2 separate regions of the Arachis hypogaea genome follow, and region 2 is linked to region 1. The links are chromatin contacts, called in public Hi-C maps. All regions are on one chromosome and are shown on one strand. Each heading gives the region's core, a stretch centred on a gene start, on an enhancer-like site or on the middle of the called end of the contact. The rest is flanking DNA. Distances are from core to core; before and after follow the strand shown. Region 1 holds the start of LOC112765501 (protein SMAX1-LIKE 6). Region 2 has its middle 7.4 kb from the start of LOC112768873.

The links. A called contact is a pair of places that touch in the nucleus more often than the background predicts.
Region 2: a contact with region 1 is called in a Hi-C map of leaf, with 2.2 times the contacts expected there. The contact joins the enhancer-like site here to the promoter of LOC112765501 in region 1. A contact is called at or near these places in 2 of 8 Hi-C or Micro-C datasets (leaf and an unstated tissue).

Annotation. Positions count from the first base shown.
Region 1 is chr17:27,840,401-27,844,015 of arahy.Tifrunner.gnm2.J5K5, forward strand. LOC112765501 (protein SMAX1-LIKE 6) reads right to left here and starts at 2,342. Exons shown (of 3, transcript XM_025811398.3): 1 at 583-2,342. The coding sequence starts at 1,832.
Region 2 is chr17:27,918,196-27,921,665 of arahy.Tifrunner.gnm2.J5K5, forward strand. No RefSeq gene overlaps it. Among protein-coding and RNA genes, the nearest start is that of LOC112768873, 7.4 kb to the left of the region's middle. Within about 2 kb of position 1,291, at least 2 of the 3 cell types and tissues checked have open chromatin away from gene starts, as enhancers often do.

The sequences.
Region 1 (3,615 bases), core at 1,092-3,591:
TATCCAGGTTAACAATACACCTCTTTACACTTTTAAGCACTCCTTGATACAGATCTTAGTATCTTTCAGTATCCAGCAAGAAGCACATTACCGCAAATCGCATGTTAATCATATCTATTGTCTGTATATAGTTTTTGAACCATGATCATTATTATATAATCTTATAAACCAATAAAGACAAGTAAGCATACTACAGAGGTTTGGGTTTTCACAAATCATTAAATCACCAATACAAGCGTGCCTCAACCCTCAGTTCCAAGTTCCCATGCCACAAACCGAAAAACTCAAAAACACCTTGAAAACCATACGAGCCTCGAACACAATATAATATAATAGTATTAATACAAATATAGTAATAATAATATAATAATACAATAGTATGGATTAATGTATATATACATCAACGTGCAAGAACCCTGTACAGTACATGTCGGATTATTTCAACCAAACACAGAACAAGTACAAACTTCAACCATGTCTTGTTGTAACTCCAAGATACAAATCGCCATTTTAACCAATAAAAAGGTAAAAAGACCAAAAAGAAGAAAAAGGATAAACTATAAAGAAACGAAAGAGACGCACCTGGATTTAGGGTAGAGTCCTTCCATTGAAGGTGTAGCAGACGTGACGGTCATAGGATACAGATCCCAATCTTTTTCCACATTTGGGAACAAACCCAATAACTTTGAATACGCATCACACTTCTCCGCCACCCCAACCAACCAAACCTTCCCTCCACCCCCACCACCGTCCAACAACAACCTCGTTATCCTCGAAAGAACAAACCCAACAGCACCACTATCCACTCCATCTTTAACAAAAGCCGCAACATCCCCAAAGCTCACAACAACACCACCACCATTGGAGCATTGATCGGCTTCTCGACCCAACTCCTCAAACCTCAACCCCATCTTCTCCTCACTCATGGCGCCAGAAATCAAGAATTCTTGAATCTCGTTCTCCACCGAGATGACATTAACCGCAGCCATTTCTGGTGGGAACATTGCAACACCACGACCCTTCTCGATCATCTCAACGAAGCTTCTGAGCGCGGTTTTCGCGTAAACACCCATAAGCAAAGGGTTTCTCTTGTTCTTCCGCGTTAGAATATCCGCAACCCTTCTGCAGTTCTCGTCCAGGAATGGGAACCCGGAAGAGAAACCGGGTCCGGGTCGACCCGAGTCAAGACTGCAGAGGAAGAGAGGGGGCGGGTAGCGCGTTCTTGAGAAGATTCTGGAAGAAGGCGGAGGGTTAGGAGGCTGAAGAAGTGCGAGTTTTATGTCGGGGCTCCGAAAACCCGCTTCGCCGAAGACGCGACTCACGATTGGATCATCTAAGATTGAAAGAACGAAGTGTTTGAGCTCAACTTTCAGAAACGATGCGGTTCCTTGATTGAACTGAGGGTTTTGGTGATTGTGGATTTGCATCAAGTGGAAGGTATCCGGGTGGCGCCGTTGGTTCGCCTGGGAGCGTTTTATGGCCGCCATGAGGGAATTCGACACCGGAGGTCCGTCGTCGTCGGCGGTGGAGGAGGTCGATGAGGGTTTAGAGGAGGGGAGGCGGTCGAGGGACACGCCGACGGAGAGTTCTAGGGCGCGCAGCTGGAGGCGCGGGGAGACGGTTACGGCTGCGGCTACGGCGGTGACGACGGTGCGAGATCGGGTGATTGCGTCGCGGAGGGAGGAGGAAGGGAGGGCCAAGAGAGCGGAGACTGCGTGGAGGGAGGTCGTCTGGGCGTGGCTCCGGCGACGCGCCACCGCGACAGCGTCGTCGAGAGCACGTGCCGCCTCGTCTGTCAAGCATTGCCTCGCTGCGCTTACCGGCGTCGGCATCGCCGGCGAGCATGTATCGGTACTAAGAGAGCTCTATATGTATAAATAAAAATAATAATATATATGCAAACTCTATAATTATCTATAAGAGTCTATAATAATAGTAATAATAATGATGATGATGATGGTGATTAATTTAATTTAATTATTATGTATGTGATATATCATATATGATGATGGATGAGTATGAGGACGCTGACAAATGAAGGGGAAAATGTGGCGTTTGTGTGTGTGTGAAGAAGGAAAAGGGGTTTGAGGTTTGGGTTTTTGTTGTTGAGAGAGTATGAATAATTTATTGGAGTTTGTATGTTAATTAAATGAGAGAAAGAAGAAGAAAGAATAGGCAGATAGAGAGAGAGAGTGGTGACCCTGTTTTGGATGATTCTTTGATGCTGGTGCCTGGTGGTAGTCTACCAGTCTCGCAGATGATGATGTCTTTTTAATTTTTACTGATTATTATTATTATTATTATGTATTTATATGATAAAAAGTACTTTTTAAATACTATGTGGATCTTAATATCGTACTTTTTCCTTTTAAAAGGAGAAGGTTAATAAATTCAAAAATATAAATTTCATTATATTTAAATTAAATGATAACATGATGAGAAAAAAGGGTTTCAATTCATATGCGAGACAGCGAGAGCAAAGATATTTTCACTTCTAAATTTTAATAGATTATAAATATAGAGTTCTGAATTGACAACGTAATCCAATTGACCATTTTTATATCTTTTAAAATGAGAATTTAATTTTGATGTATTTGTAATATAAAATATTTTATATAATTATTTAATTATTTTTATATTTTTATAATTATTTATATAATTACTGTAAAATATAATTATTTTTATTAACATAATATTATATAATTAGATATATATATATATATAATTATTTTATATTTTAATTTTTTTTAAAATAAATTATTAAATTTAACAACTTTTTCTTTTTTTTTGTGTAGTAACACTTTTATTTTTATTGAATTTAAGATATGGGAAATCTTTTCTAAAATTATACTCTGAATTAAATCTTAATTTGTCTTTATATATAGCATGAGTATATTTTATACAATATAAATGTTTAATCATATATATAACACTTTCTTTTTATTGAAGTGATGATATGGGGAAAATGTTTCTAAGAATATAATATGTGAAAAAAAAAATCTTAATTTGTAAATTGTCATCAAATAATAATTTTTTTGCATCCGTAAAAGATTGTGAAGTATATTATCACAAACATGATTGGATCTTATATTATGATCAGTAATTTATAAGTGAAAATATTTTATTCTTTAAAATATTAAAATATCAATACATTAAAATAAGAGTAAAGTATCGTTTTTGTCCCCAACGTTTGGGGTAAATTCTATTTGTGTCCCTAACGTTTAAATCGTCTTATATTTGTATCCCTAACATTTGTAAAAGTGATTCAATGTTATCCTGCCGTCAATTACACATTATGAACGCTTTAGTTTGAGTTTTAAAAACCTCTTCTTGAAATTAGAATATAAATGTTTTGGATAGAATCGATGATCTACTTTAAAAAATAGCTCATCAAATGTTGAAACTAATTCCTGCAACATTTACATAATTTACTTTTCTAAGGACATAATTGAATCTAAACACAAATAGTGGATATAATATTAAAATCGATCACATTCAAGTGAGACCTAATTGAGAATGAATACATTCAAGTGAGAATAATTGAAAAATATAATCTAATTTGTTAGTATAATTGATAATAGAATAACATTGAATCACTTTTATAAACGTTAAGGA
Region 2 (3,470 bases), core at 41-2,540, 77 kb after region 1:
TTCCTTAACGTTCCTCAACAGCCTCCTTCGTTGCATGGTTAGTTGCCGCTCGTCGCCTCTGTCATCGTTGCCTCGCCGCCTTGTCCATCGCAGTCACACCACCTCACCACTTTTGTTCTATCAATTTCCTGCTTTCTGTTCTCGTTAGGTTCGCGTTCGCATGCTGACAGCTCATGATTCATCATTTTCGCATAGGCTTTTGCGATTCTGACGTTCTGTTTCTATTTTCTACAGTGCTATTTTTGTAGATCTGTTTCTGCTTCTATTATTAGAAAATTATTGTTGTGGTTTAAATTTGGTACTATTGTTAGATATTAAAATTTTTTTCATTGATTTAAATTTTTGTTCTGATTGATTGTTTTTTTCTACTTCTATTTTAAATTTTTGTTTTGGTTGATTAATTTTTCAAAAATTGTAAACTTCGTTCCTGAATTGAAGCCATGTTCTTTGTCTTTATTAGGGTTCCAGAAATTTTGGAGACAAAAGGATAGAGGGTTAGGTTTAATTTCATTTAATAATTTAATTTTAAAAAGATTTTATCTTATGTGGCAACAAATTGCTATGTCATTCATAGTAATAGTGCCATTTTGGACCTAAAACATTACATGTGTACAATTTTATTAACGGAGGCACACGTCTATTGCCAGAAAGGTGAATATATATATCGAAACAAATAAATTGTATGTACACATAACTCATTAAAGGATTTAGATGTAATTGTAACCACCATATAAACTTTTAAATGTATTTTTGTTTATAATAATAAAATAAGCATTAACGATATATTTTCATTTTATTTAAGAGTAATTTAATCTATTACACAACTATCAAATTTATTTGATTTATTCATTTTTTCAATATTATATGCTTTTATTTTTAATCAATAGTTTTGAAAGGAATAGAACAGTTTTGGTTTTGCATCTCTGCTCATTCTGAGCATTGGTGTTTTTCTTTTTTTCTATAAGATTTATTTATGGAAAAAAAAAACTACATAGTAAATAAAACAGTATGGATCCTCAACATAAGAAGAAATGGAATTTCCAACAAAATATCAAAAAAAAAAAAAGAAAATCATTAACAAAACAATATAAATCTTTGAGGCAAATAATTCCAACAATTAAAAAAAAAAAATAAAACAAAAAACTAATAACGAGGAACCGCTTTTTTTTTTTTTTTTTGGCCTTAAGCGGCTTTCTTTTAAAACTGTATTGGCAAGCTATATACATCGCATAATGGTTTTCTTTTTTTTATTGGGATTGAACGGATTTCTTTTTTATGTAAACCACCTGACACATTATGTTAGGTAGTTATGACCGGTCCAAGCATGATCACAGTGGCCAATAGGAATAATTGTTTAGCCCATTGGGCTGCCCTTGATTTATTCATTTCTTATTATTATTTGATTATTATCATTTTTTTTATATCTTGAATCTTGATTATTACTATGGTTTTGAAAAACAGATCGGTTATCGAATCACTCTAGTTATTAATTTATTGATCCAACTAGTTCAATATTGTGATTCAAGTAAAAAAATCGTTTTATAATATAATAACAAATAAAATATAAATAAATATCTTAAAATATAATTATAATTTAATATAAACTTTAAAAGTCTTTTAAATTTAAAGCACTACATAAAATATTATCAACCAAAGTCATATGATCTTATCAAGTGAACTTAAAAATTAAATAACAAAAGAAAATATCCAAATAGAAAATGACAACATGAAAGTTTGTTATAATATTAACAATTTAATACCCATTATATTATTATTGAAATTTTTAATACAATCACAAATTAAAAACAATTAAGCTCAAAGCATAAACACAACACAACATAGAATAAATGACCATTTGTACCCATAAAAGATGAAAACGTTGACATATGTGCCCATACGAGATCGAAACTAAACTTGTACCCACGCAACATGCCTTCCGTGTGACAAAAGTATCCTGGCTTGGATATGCACTTGCTTCGTGGTTATTCGACTCTACGTGGCACTCCAATCCTCCAAAGCCCTATCTATGTGGAAGTGAACAATTTTTTTCGCTAAGGGTTTGGAAAAAGAAGTACATTTTGCAGGAGAATATGTTGTGCCCTAGCAGAGGTTCATCGTCGCCGTCGTTCCATTCCCAATTCGGAGAAGACGACCGAAGCACTCCCCAATCGATCACCATGAAGACGTAATTGAGAATCGTGCATAGATTAGCGAGCAGAGCGTCATACCAGGCTTTTCGTCATCGACAGCGAAGATGTCACTCCCTTTGATCCGCGAAGAACAGAGGTATGGCATTGCCACTTTTGATTAATTTCATATGTCATTGCCACTAGTTAGATAGATTCTGTTACCTTATCAAACCCTGTGATTAATTTTATATGTTTGAGAATCGTTAGAATAGTTGGTTGATGGTTTGTGTTAGCTGCAGTTACAGACAATGTTTTCTTAGATTGTATTGTTTAATTTTATTTCCAAGAATGACCACCATCTATATAACTGTGTCTATTAATCATAGAGGACAGTTTGAGAGAGGGGCATGTGAGAAGGTTAATTACGTTGGTGGAAAAGTAACAGAGATTGAGAGGGTTAACATTGATACCCTCAATCAAGGTTGCGAGAACTGGACTGGTCAATAAACCAGTAAGGTCACTGGTTCACAGGTTTATTGGTTCGACCGGGATTTAATCGGAGTACAACCGGTTTAATTAAATATTAAATAAAATTATTAAAAAATCTATATATAATTTTAAATATATAAATTCAATCATTTCTAACTAAATAAAATTCAAAATTTCACAATTTCACATAATAAATTATCCATAATTTAATATTAGAAGTTCACAAACAATTTCAATCATCAAAATTGATAACTAAAAAATCTTGATCAATCTAAACTCTCAAATATAAATAGACCTAGTTTCAAAAGATTCCTCCATGTTGCACTTTGGACAAAGTATTAAACATTGTGAATTTAAAGCATGATCTTTTTTCCTATATGGTTAGCTTTTTTGGACACTACCATAAGTTTCAAAGTTAAATGAAGGAACATGCATAACAAACAAACAAAACAAGTAAAAACGGATTCATTGAGCACTTCATAGATGAATGGGACCGTGCTTTAGGTTCACCCCCAAAATTCTGTTAGTCGTTTTCTATGAAAGAAATGTGAAGATAAAAAGCATGTTAAATTAAACAAGCCAATAAAGTGTACATTAAGCACTAAGTAACATTGTCCGAGATATTATTCTTCTCGAACATTTCAGCATTCATCACCACATCTCCAGCTCTTCAACACCAGATTAACAGAATAAGCAAAACAAGAAACTCAGCAACTCAGTTTTATGAACATCAGCAACTCAGCAATAATAAATTCTTTCTAGAAAATTTTACAAAATAAGCAAAAATTAACCAAATCAATAATTCAGAATGACAAACCTTAAACCCAGTAACTCAGAATCGGCATTATTAAC